Linked DNA regions of Rattus norvegicus: region 1 is linked to region 2. The links are chromatin contacts, called in public Hi-C maps. All regions are on one chromosome and are shown on one strand. The core of a region is the stretch at or near the end of the contact, and the rest is flanking DNA. Distances in the headings are between cores, read along the strand shown. Region 1 has its middle 100 kb from the start of Klf7. Region 2 has its middle 28 kb from the start of Fastkd2.

Region 1 (5,707 bases), core at 1,174-3,673, 230 kb before region 2:
CAATTCCAACATCCCCGTTGGGCACCCCTCTCTAAGACGGTCCCAGTGCCATGGCCCATCTTCCTCCAGCATTTTTGCACTCTCTTTTCCTCTTCTGTACAGTCACCTCCCAACTCAAGTCTCTGTTTCTCCGCAAATTTTAGGATGGTAATAAATAACAAATGCAATTAGTGGCTCTCTGGTTTCTCATGGAGTCATAAAATTGAGAAGTACACGGCAGACTCCAGCCTATCTTCACATATTAAGTACTTGTGCCAGGCAGCGAGCCGGCCACTTAGAAGACATGCTGTGTAAGGTGAGTCAGTTCTACAGATGTCAATATTCCTTACGACACATAGACAATAAAGTATCTGTAATAACGGAGTAGTCAGCTCATGAATCCTAGAGAGACAGGATTCTAACATGACCAAATGCAAACCACTTCCCTTAGTTTGCAGTCTGTCCTACCACTGTAGGGTAGGCTTTGACTTACATGAAATAATTAATTCCTAAACAGAAATTAACTGTTGGGATTCAGACAAATGACTCAGGTGTATATTTTACGTACCAAAGCAGACCTGGCCTCCAGGTTCTCTGAATATCCCTCAGGCCCTACCTGTTACAGGGCATAGCTGACATATTCCATCCCTACCTTGAACTTTATGGCGCAGGGACTGGGCTTCCCCTCTTCCAGAAGCTCTTCCCTTTATAACTCAGGCATTTTGGTCTCTCCCCTCTACTCTCTCTCCCTCTCTGCTTTCTTTCTCTCTCTTCATGCATCATGCTCTTTCTCTCTTTGTCTTCTCCTTCCCTTCTGTCTCCTGACTCCTGGACTCCTTCCTTGGGAGCTGTGAACCCATGCAAGAGCAGCTTACCAATAAACCTGCCTTTATATATTTTAATTTGGCTTGAATTGGCTCACTTCACTGATGGAAAATAGTATTAACCTCAGTTTAAATGTATGCAGAAGACTACTGCGTGCAATGTTTCTTGGAGTGGAAGTCAATGACTACGGGTATCAGACTCAGCCAGCATTTGTTTTATAAGTACCATTTTCTGTTTCATTCCAGACTTTATTTTGACCATAATGGCCAGGAATTAGTGCTGTGGGCTAGACAAGGATATTTTTAACAGACTCTGGCAAGTCATTCCAGGGCACCCTCATATCAGAGACACTATCCAGAAAGAATCAGATAGCAAAGCAAAGTAATATTTTTATAAAGCAAATAAACACTTTCCTGGTTTTGCTCTGTAAAAATATTGATTTACAAACAGCTGCAGTTGTGACTTGCTAGCTTGGTGCATCTCTTGTTAGAGTTGTGTCTTCTAGAGCTGGTCACAGTGAAGACACTCCTTTACCCCTTACTTTAGGTGACTTCAGAGTGGAAGGAAAAAAAGTCACAGACAGCTCCCTCTGAAGATGTGCTGAAATGGAACCTCCATGGGCCTTTTCCTTTATACATTTTCGTTCATTTGTTTTTGAGAGAGAGAGAGAGAGACAGAGACAGAGACAGAGACAGAGACAGAGACTGACTTTGGGGAATCAGTTTCACTTGGTGTATAGATTCTGGAGATCCAACTCAGGCCTTCAGTCTTGACAGCAGGCACCCTTTTCTGACCCTGTGGCCATCCCCTCTCTGCCCCTTTTCTGAGCGTGATTCTCTCCGGGCACATTCCTTGAAGTTATGACTCTTCGTTTTGTTGGCCTTGAGTCAGTCATCTTGTTTCACTTGGCAGCTGATACCCTGCACAGAGACGTGCTATGACAAAGCCTTAAGTGGAATATGAAGCACTGAGTCCAAAGGACTCACCTTCTTCGGGGTATAAGATCACAGTGTGGGCCATCCTGTGCTACAGAGGAGCCAGGGACACTATCTTCAGCCAAGTCTCTCTTCACCGTTCGAAGACACTTAGGACTGAGCATCTGAAGGAACCCTATGTTAGAGCGCGGTAGATTTATGTCTGTCAACAAAGCATTTTGAGTTAAATCTAGTTCTATGTCCATATTTTATCAACTACTGTAGGGGAAGGACTATGTGTCATAGTTGTAGAATCTGGGCTTCTCCATATTTTGAGAAATTTACTCTAAAAATAACATTTCTGGAAGCCCTAATAGAGAAACACAAACAGAGTGGGAGTTTTTGGGATTATGAAAGTTCTTTCTTAAAATGTTCATATACAGGTTCTTGCTTATCCCCTTCACCTGACCTACAGGATGGAGATGCTGTGGGCGGCTTGGGGAACAGGAAGGGGCCTGCCATAAATCTGATCTAATTTGGAAAGGGAAGGATGAAGTAGATATACAGTAATCAATAGAGCAATGTCCTGTTCTGTGGTCAGTGCTTACTGGCCCTGCTGCTGGAATGTGATCCCCCTGCACCTAGCGCTGAGCCGTTAGAGGTGACATGAGTTCACAGAACGCCCTCCCTTGTGGTTGGAATGTGTGGTTCCTCGGTGCACAGACCCCTTAGTGTCCAACTCGAGAAAACCGTTGTGTGGATGACTCTCCACAGCTCTGCTTTTCATTCCTTTGTGTTTGCCCATAAAAGAGGAAAGACGACTTCTCTTCCCCAAAGCCACGTTTGCAGGACGGAATGTACAAACTCGAAACGTTTCCTCCTGAAAAAATTCTATCGGGAGAACAAATAAGAGAAAGTAAAGCCACAATGAGAACAGAGACTCAATTGTTCCTCCACTGACTAAGCTCGCCCCATGCCTTGTCCTGCTACTGCTGGGGGCGGGGGTGGGGGAGGGGGCAGGCAAAGCATGCTTCCTGATCCTGGAAAGGAAATAGCATAAAAATGCTTTGACTGAAAAGTGAGAGCGCTAATTGATTGTTAATGACTGCACAGTCCTAAATGTCTGGAATTTGGTTTAGATTCAATGTAATTTGACATTTGCCAACCATTATTAAATCCCTTTGATGCTCTCCCCGTGCAGCCGTGATGAGCAGCTGATTGGCTCTGGGGGATGGAAAATGCAACTGGCTGGGCAGGGAGTCGATGGGTGTCTGGAAGTCAGCCATCTTCCCCTGCTGCCGGGGCTCACAAGCAGGCAGGGATGGGTGGCCTTCCCCACACCCCGTCTCCTCTGTTTTCACTCGCTCTCTTCTGTAGCCTTGTGTTTGGTTCCCCTGTTTTCAAAGGGGCACCCCTTCCCAGCACCTGTTCACCTGGCTCAGAGCAAGGTATCTTCCGTTCTATTGCTTTTCCATGAATCAGAAGCCAACATGTCCTCTCTAAGACATGCAAAGAAAGGCAAAAAACAAAAAACAAAAACAAAACCCCCACATATTACCGTTGTATCCAGGATTCAGAGAAAGATGCAGAGGTGGGGGTGTGGAAAAGCTACTGTGGGAAAAATACTCCCTGTGGGAATGTAAGGATTTTCTCTCTTTCCCTCTTCCCTCCCCCCATTCCTCCTCCCTTCCTTTTTCCCTTCCACACTTCCCCCTCCTTTCTGCCTCCCCACTTCATTTGTGTCTCCCAATTCCCTTGGTTCCTTATTTCTTGCATATGGTGCAATGTTAGTTTCCACCACAGTTCCCCCACTTTGAGTTTCTTTCCTGGCATGACTTATCACCTGACTCCCCACAGAAGCTGATAATCTCCTGGTCCCCCATTCTGGTTTCCTGAAAGAAAACAATTTTGCTTGTTCAGGGCCAGGGACTCAACCCTGGCAAGGAATATGTGTTCATCCTTCTAGAGCTCAGGTAGTCATAGGTAAGCCATAGGTGAGGAAGGAGCAAAGCATCTTACCCAGGGACTCTTCCACAGGGCATAGCACAAGGTCTGCCCTTTCAGAGTGAGATAAACTACTAGAACCTTCCATCTAGCCCTGCAAACAGCTGAACTCTGTGTGCTGACAGTTCATGGTGAACTCCTACCTTCAGGGAAGGCACGCCTACTCACCTTAACAGAAAGATGAGTTCCTCCTCATTCGTACCTGTGACATCCACCTGTGACAGAGGGAAACATAGGGATTCTTCAAGGCAGCTCCACGAGAGCCAAGAGCAGAGAACACAGTGAGAGAAAAACCCCTAATTCCATTCCAATTAGGACAAAGATCTGTGTCTACGTTACACGCCTTTCTTGTCATGTGTAAAACAGCCTACTAGAAGACAAAGATAGGTGAAGAAGGCTCTAGATTTATCTCCCTAGCTCTCCGGCTGTGCCTCTGGTGAGCTGTGTGGCCTGAGGCCCATTGCTAGGCCTCTCTGGGCTTTGTTCCTTCAGCAGTGCTGCAGCGACTGCAAATAAAAAAAAAAGACATAGGAGGAGGGAGACACCAGGCCACTTCCCCTCCTGCACCAGGTCTTTTAAACAGGATTTCCTCTTGCAGTTTAGAATTACTTCCAAAAATATTCTAAGATTAATTTTACAAGCATTGAGGAGACTTGAGCACACACTAATTATGAATTATCCACCACCTGTACTATTCCGGCCCCTCTCAGCTCTTTAAGATGTCTGCAGGAATCACCCTAGTCCACACAAGGGAAACATCGGGGTGTCCTTGTATGCTTCCTGTGGTAGTATGCATATTATCACAAACAAAGTTTTTAATCACTGGGGGAGTTTCCTAGTACGTGTGCGGTTTTCTTGTTAGTCATTTTGACTGCCCTTCAGGGTTCCCAAACACGGTGCCCCCACCGCCTCAGAGTCTACCTAGTAGTTGGTGGGGCTACTAGGTGGGCTTTCCCCGGCTTCCTTCTGGTCATTTCTCCGATGACTCAATTCCTCAAAAACTAATTCAATGTGTTCTCAGAAACGGGACCTGGGTAGGAATGTTTATCATTTTCTTTGCTAAGTGTTGTTTTTTTCCACGTTGGACCTCTATTTCCTACAATTCTTGGAGAGCACTGGCAGGAAGAGGGTAGGAAAACGGGTCCTGTAGAGGGACTGTGATTAAGCTGGGTGGCTTCCGGTCTCTCCTTCCTTTCCAGGTTGGGGTGAGCTTGGTACCCTGAACCAGCGGCTCTCCACAAGCCCCACCCTCGGAGGACAGTGTCTTTGATGATGTATTTTTAGATGATCTGAACAGAATGATCCCTGCATGCCTGCCCCTCCCCAACAGCATGCCTTTCCACTTACTTGCTTGTTCACTGGTTTGGATTTCCTTCAAAATAAAATGTAAGCAGGGCCAACACGCTGTTGTTAGAAAACATTCCTGCCTGGAGGAGCAGCTTTCAAGGAGAAATGATGAAGATGGAGAAAGGAAAGACACCAAGGGTTCCAAATCATCCCCACATGGGTCTAAGAGGAACTTTCAGTTTTTAGTGTGTGTGTGTGTGTGTGTGTGTGTGTGTGTGTGTGTGTGTGTGTGTACATGCATGCATGTGTTTAAGCTGTGAAGACCAGAGGTCAAGGTCAGTTCTTACCTCTGTCTTTCTCTACCTTATTTTGAAACAGTGCCTCTCACTCAGTCTGGAGCTCACAAATTGGACTAAGGTGGCTAGCCAACCAGCTCCAGGAAGCCTCCAGTCTTTGCCATCGCTCCCTGCCCAGTAACAGACGCCTGCCTTTTTAGCTGGTGCTGTAGCTCTAGACTCAGGCACTCCTCATTCTTGCTAACACTGGACCAAACGAGTTGTTTTTCCTCTAGGAGACACTTGACAGTGACTGTCACACACTGATCACAGGCGGTAGTGTGGTTACAACTCTGATAGCACATCTTATTTTACTGCTTTATTATCTAGATTATAAATAATCGTTCTCATGGCAGGGGACTA
Region 2 (5,781 bases), core at 2,603-5,102:
GGCCCAGCAGCACTACCACCCTTGACTCCCTACAGATCAGAAAGAAGAGACAAATGGCATTTCTCTTCCAAGGTGAAACTCACTTCAAAATAAAAATGGCCACCCATTTACAATGTGCTCACTCCTTCATATCCTATTATAAAAATGAGAACATTAAGACTTTTGCTTGAAAGTGACTGGCTTCTGTTTGCTACAAGATTATATAACATGTGGAATGAAGTTGCTAGGAGTTTAAATAACTTCCTCAGAGTCATGTGGCTTAATATAAAAGTCTAAGTCTTGGTGTCTTCACCTGTAAATGGGTAAGATGGTTCTCACAGTTCAGTTGGATGTTGTGTTTACTTAAACCTTAAAGGGAAATGCTTAAAAGACAGTGACTGTTGTATTTTGAAGGAGTGGGAGGGCTTCAGTCTTCTTAACAGACTCAGTAAATACTCATTCTCACAACTGCAGTCTGAAACCTCTGAACCCATCAGCAAAAATTAAACATTTTCTCCACTTGTACTTATTATCTTAGGTGCTGGGTCATGGTGGGAAAAGCTATCACACACACACACACACACACACACACACACACACACACACACACACACAGAGAGAGAGAGAGAGAGAGAGAGAGAGAGAGAGAGAGACTTCATTCACTAATATTAGCCCTCCAGTGCATCTAATCACTTGTTTAAAATGAGGCCACATTGTGAAAGGACATTTGCCACCACCGAGGATTCTTACAGACTTGGTTTCTTGAAGAGAAGTGGAGATGCTTTCTACTTATTGGATCAGGCTCGGGAACCTTGGAGAAGTCATCTGCCATGGAACCAGAGCCTGCTCCCAGGACAAGAAGGTGGGAAATGGGGGTGTTGATAACTCCATGTCAGACCTGGGGAAGGTAGACTTCTCTGGAAGTGTTTGTGAGAGTAATATTCCATCTTCAAAACAATTACATGTTATGATCACAAGCAGGAAGGATTACTGTAGCTCTTGAAGAATTAATTCTCAGTCAACAGGAAGGACACAATGAAAGAAAGAGCCTCTGAGCTACACGAACCCCAGGTAGCCTGTGGGAGGAAAATGCCTGGGCCAACCAACTTTGCCCCTATTCAGGATAAACTGTCACCTACTTCACCCATTTCCCCAACAACACACACACACACACACACACACACACACACACACACACACACACACACACACACACTGACGAGTAGACCACATGCCTCCCATGCTCTGCCAGCATCTTTCAGAACTGAGGGTCAATACCATCCCTGCTACTTGCACTTCAAGACTTCATCCTTCATGCTGTTATCACCATAACCCTATCATCGCACTGCTTGTTAGTCATGATTAAAACAATAAACAAAGGGAAAAGTCTTCCCCTGGTGAGCATGAAGAATTGCAGATTGAGTACATCTTGTTTGGGCCCCACACCGTGTAATGTTATATGCTATTACGAACAGTATTAGAGGATGTTTTATTGCCTGATACAATTTCTTTCTAATTGTACTATCTGCTCCCTTCAGATTCCAATCTCATCCTGAAGGCCCAACAAAGTAACCCAGAGGGAGTTTATAGCTCTTGCCTGCAATTTATGGAAAAAGTCTTTCTCCTTGGTGATATAACCCTGAAGCAAAAATGTGAAACGGAGCAGAAAGAGTCAGGGCAGGCTTTGACTACTCGGCATTAAAAGGAAGAGCATATGGGATATGAGCCTTGCTGCTGGGGTAACTAGCACGGAGGGGAAATCTGGGGGCTCATGTGGAAGTGTGCCATACACCGGCAAGCTCACGCTAGAAAACCAGTTCACTCAATGGGCTGGCTCAGTCCTGAGGCTGGAAACAGTGAAGATTTCTTTTGTCCTCTCTCACTGGCTCTGTCAGCTCTTTCTTTCCTCACCCAAACAAGAATGCCTCTGGCATACGAGAAAGAACTCTATTCGCATCCAGTGGTTAGAAGAACCTAATTTCAGGTATCCTAAAAGCGCATCTGTTGATCTATCTTCAATAGTCATCTCTCACCCAATTTTAGGTCCTTCGCTCTTGTGATTTGAGGGGAGGGGAGTGTCAGTCTCCTCTACTAGCTTGTCCATCTTTCCTTTTCTCTTTTCTTCCTAAACTATTCTCTGTGCTGCCTCTGGGTCCTGGACAAGGATAAAAAAGGACAAGGGCAAGGTCTATGAACTGGTGGTCTTGTATTCTTTGAGGATTGTCCTTTTAAGTAAGATAATCAGATGCTGGCTCTGGCACAACCTTGTATGGGGGGGGGGGTTCTTAAAGAGATATTCTCCTTCCTCAGTTTGTTCTATCACTGCAGCCCTCATACTAACCATGCTCCTAACTGAACCCCTAAATGCATTTTGGGCTTAGAAGACTCCATATGGCTTCCTTTGCAAACGCTGGCAGGAAGTCCTATAGGGCAGGTGCCTTTCAGCATCACTCTGACTTGCTAGTTTCCTCATTAGTCACTTACTCCACGAGAAGTATCTCCCTGTCATCTGCTCCCTGGAGACCCTGAAGCCTCTCATAGTGTCTGCTTTTGTTCTACCATCAAAAGTAACTACAACCGTCTAGGCCTCTCCAGGTAACAGCCAGGTTTCACCCCCATCCACCTTCTCCAAGCCCACCAACACTGATCCACATCAAGTTGTGAAATGCAATTCTAAATGCAGTCTTCTGAGTGTCAACATGAGTTATGATTTTAGTTCACTGACGTCACAAGTCTAAGGTACCAGGTATTTCTCAATGAGCAGGTCACACCCGACCCTTCCTCTCTCACTGGGTTTCAAGCTTAACAGGTATCTCTGCAAGATACAGATGATTTTCTCTTGCGAGCATTCCAACTTTCTCCTTGGTGAAAAAAAAAAAACTTACGATTTACATTCTTCTCTCTCATAATCTTAGACAATTTAGAGAGACAGCTCCATACTCATACATAAATACCAATGTTTAAGCTTATTAGAATATAGATTTTCACATATAAAAGCTTATATCCATCTTGGCATTTTTCTAATACTCAAGCCGAATATTATCTCTTTAGATGCCATGACTCTTTTAATGAAGTAAATATGATCTTTCAAATCTTGTCAATGGCACAGAATACTTTTTGAATTCATGCATTCTTATGAAATGAATGCAGAGTTTATTGGATAAAGGGATAGATGATGGATAGGTAAATAGATAGAGATGGACTTATTTTCTAAGTCTTCTAAATTCTACATGGTGACCTTGGGAAATGTCATCTAATGTCATTCAGTCTCTTAGTTTTCTCAGTTATAGACAGACACAATAGTCACAAGGCTTGCTGTGAGAAACGGATGAGATTACTTGCAAGCTCTATACTATATACTGCAAGGAGGTATCAGTGATATGGGGCAGGAGATTGCCTTCAACATTTTTCACAGGCTCCATTTTACCACATGCAGATCAGACACTGGAAGATTATGCCCCAGTTTCCTGTGGGCAATAGTCCAAATAGGAGAATCAAAATAGCTGTGCAACCACCAAAATCTGTCCCAGAGTTCCCCCCACCCACTGAAGCTGATAACAATGACTACATCATAGGGTTGTTGTGAGAATCACATCTCTTAATGTAGTACAGCGCCTACTACAGAGACAGCAGTACCCAGCATATACAATGATTAGATTCATTAGTACCCTGTAAATTCCCAGTGTAAAATACCACAGGGTTACCTCCCCCCTTCAATGCCTAGGTTCTGTCATTTTTGAATAAGCTTAGTTGCTATGGTTACCTCCCAAAGACACAACGTTGGAAAACTTGTTGGAAGATGGGGATTGATGGCAGAAGGCTTTAGTGGACGACACAAAGCAACTTCAGCAGTGGAGACATTTTAATACATGTGAGCAGTCTCCCTTGGAAACCAAATTCACATTTTTGCCAACATGGAAATGAACTCAAGAAGTGGAGCCTCAGGAACTTTGTGCATGGCTCCCATGTGAGACCCAGACCCAAGACCTCAAGAACAGCATTTCTGCTCCTGACTCAATTCCAGAGCACTTCAGTGGCCTCTCCCAGGACCTGACAGTCACAAGATGTAAGTTGCTAGACAGCCTTCATCTGATGCTGTTACTTCTGTGTAGAAGGAAAAATAAGTGGCCCAGCAATTGAGTTCAAAAAGAGGGGGGCAGAGCTAAGAAACATACACCATTTGGTGTTGTGCACTAAATAATAATAGGCATTTCTTGCTATATTCACTAGCAGCATTGATATGTGTTCTGGGGGCAGAGAGAGGTCTCACTTCCTCTCAGTCCTGTTCACTGAGGGGAGTGGTGCTAACAGCCCAAGCTGATCCCTCCCCTTGGTGTGCTTATAAATGGGTTTTCATCTATGAAATCAGCTACAACTACAGCTACAGCCACTCTCAGTGAGCGAACAAAAGCTGGTCTGACCCTGCTTCCTCTTTCCAACACAAGCAAACCCAAAGCCCTAAGAGGCCTGGCAGACCCAAGGTATTGTATAGACAGTCCTCCTGAAAAGACTCTTTCTGCCTGGTCATTTTTTCCCAGACATTCCAGGGAGCTGTCCTGCTCTTATTTGAAATTCTAACCAGAAGGAAGTCACCCCTGAAAATACTAGGTGCCCCAATTTTCTTTTCATGATGATTCAGCACCACCTAGGGGACACTGCCATTCATTTCTTGTTTTTTCTATCTCCAGTTCCTTGTAAAGTACTTCGGTCCTCCCCACTCACAGCCTCTGAGAAAGCCAGAGAAGCTTCTCTGCCACACGTGCTTTTCAGACTTTAGCCCAACTACAGCTGGAAACCATGCTCAATTAGCTTCCTGCTCAAGACCACTGCTGAGAGCTGCAGTTCATATCCACAACTCAGCCACAGGGAATTTGCCTTCCTATTATAAGAAGCATCAACTGTAGGGCACGACATATAAATGTATTTATAATATGCACACTGGTCCTTCAGATTGGCTCTTAGCATCCCCATTTTACAGATGAGGAAATTGAAGGTTATGAAGTTAAGAGACTTTCCCAGACTTCAAGCCATGGTAGACTTAGTCTTCACTATAAAATGATTTGTCGATATCCTACTATGGGTTGAGTCCCCATAGCAGCAGGATGCTCAGTTAGGTGAGTTATTATCGTTCAGAAAGATCACTCCAAAGCCCATTGGGCCATTCCAATAGCAAAGACTCAAATCATACATCTAGGTTGAGGGTACTGCTGTAGGAACTATCTTCGAGCTGCAAAGCAACACTTCATTACTTGAGAAGCAAGTTGCAGGTTAATTGAAAATATGATGTAATTCCGTGTTGCTGTGCGTGTAAGGTCTGTGATTGACTGTAATCAGTAGGAATACTTGGGAAGTACTGGTGTAGTGCTGTGAGCTTGAGGTTGGGGGAGGAGTTTAGAACTTGGCTCTTCTTTTCCCCTAAATATTATCTCTTAGGAAAACTACTTAAAGACCTTATCAATATTCCTAATCTGTGGAATGAATACAAAAAATTATCAGTAACCGTCAAACAAGTGCAGTAAAATAAATACGATCACACTGTAAAATGCTAGTACAGAACCTGGCACCTAAGAGATGGCCACTGCTGTTCTTTAACCTAATCATTCACTCAGCTCACCATTGACCTTGGCCCAACATGGGTCTCTGCCATTTCTGAATGGGAAATTCATGGTGAGCAGGTTTGGTTATGTAAACTATGCTTTGGCATCGTACACTTCACTTAAAACTAAACAATAAAGTTCCTTAGGAAAGGAGATGATAAAGGATAAATAATCTTTGGATTAGGAGAACACTCTAGAGATGAGA

Evidence for each region. Hi-C and Micro-C count contacts between places; a contact is called where the count stands out from the background.
Region 1: a Hi-C map of Schwann cells shows a contact between it and region 2, with 7 times the contacts expected there. The contact joins two enhancer-like sites. A contact is called at or near these places in 3 of 12 Hi-C or Micro-C datasets (the A7r5 cell line, the Rat2 cell line and Schwann cells) and 1 of 1 datasets of contacts at active chromatin or transcription factors (oligodendrocytes).

The regions. Positions count from the first base shown.
Region 1 is chr9:72,916,342-72,922,048 of GRCr8, reverse strand. No RefSeq gene overlaps it. Among named protein-coding and RNA genes, the nearest start is that of Klf7, 100 kb to the left of the region's middle. Within about 2 kb of position 2,423, at least 54 of the 93 cell types and tissues checked have an H3K27ac peak or open chromatin away from gene starts, as enhancers often do. A contact at or near this core is called in Schwann cells, where this site is marked.
Region 2 is chr9:72,686,837-72,692,617 of GRCr8, reverse strand. No RefSeq gene overlaps it. Among named protein-coding and RNA genes, the nearest start is that of Fastkd2, 28 kb to the right of the region's middle. Within about 2 kb of position 3,852, at least 19 of the 93 cell types and tissues checked have an H3K27ac peak or open chromatin away from gene starts, as enhancers often do. A contact at or near this core is called in Schwann cells, where this site is marked.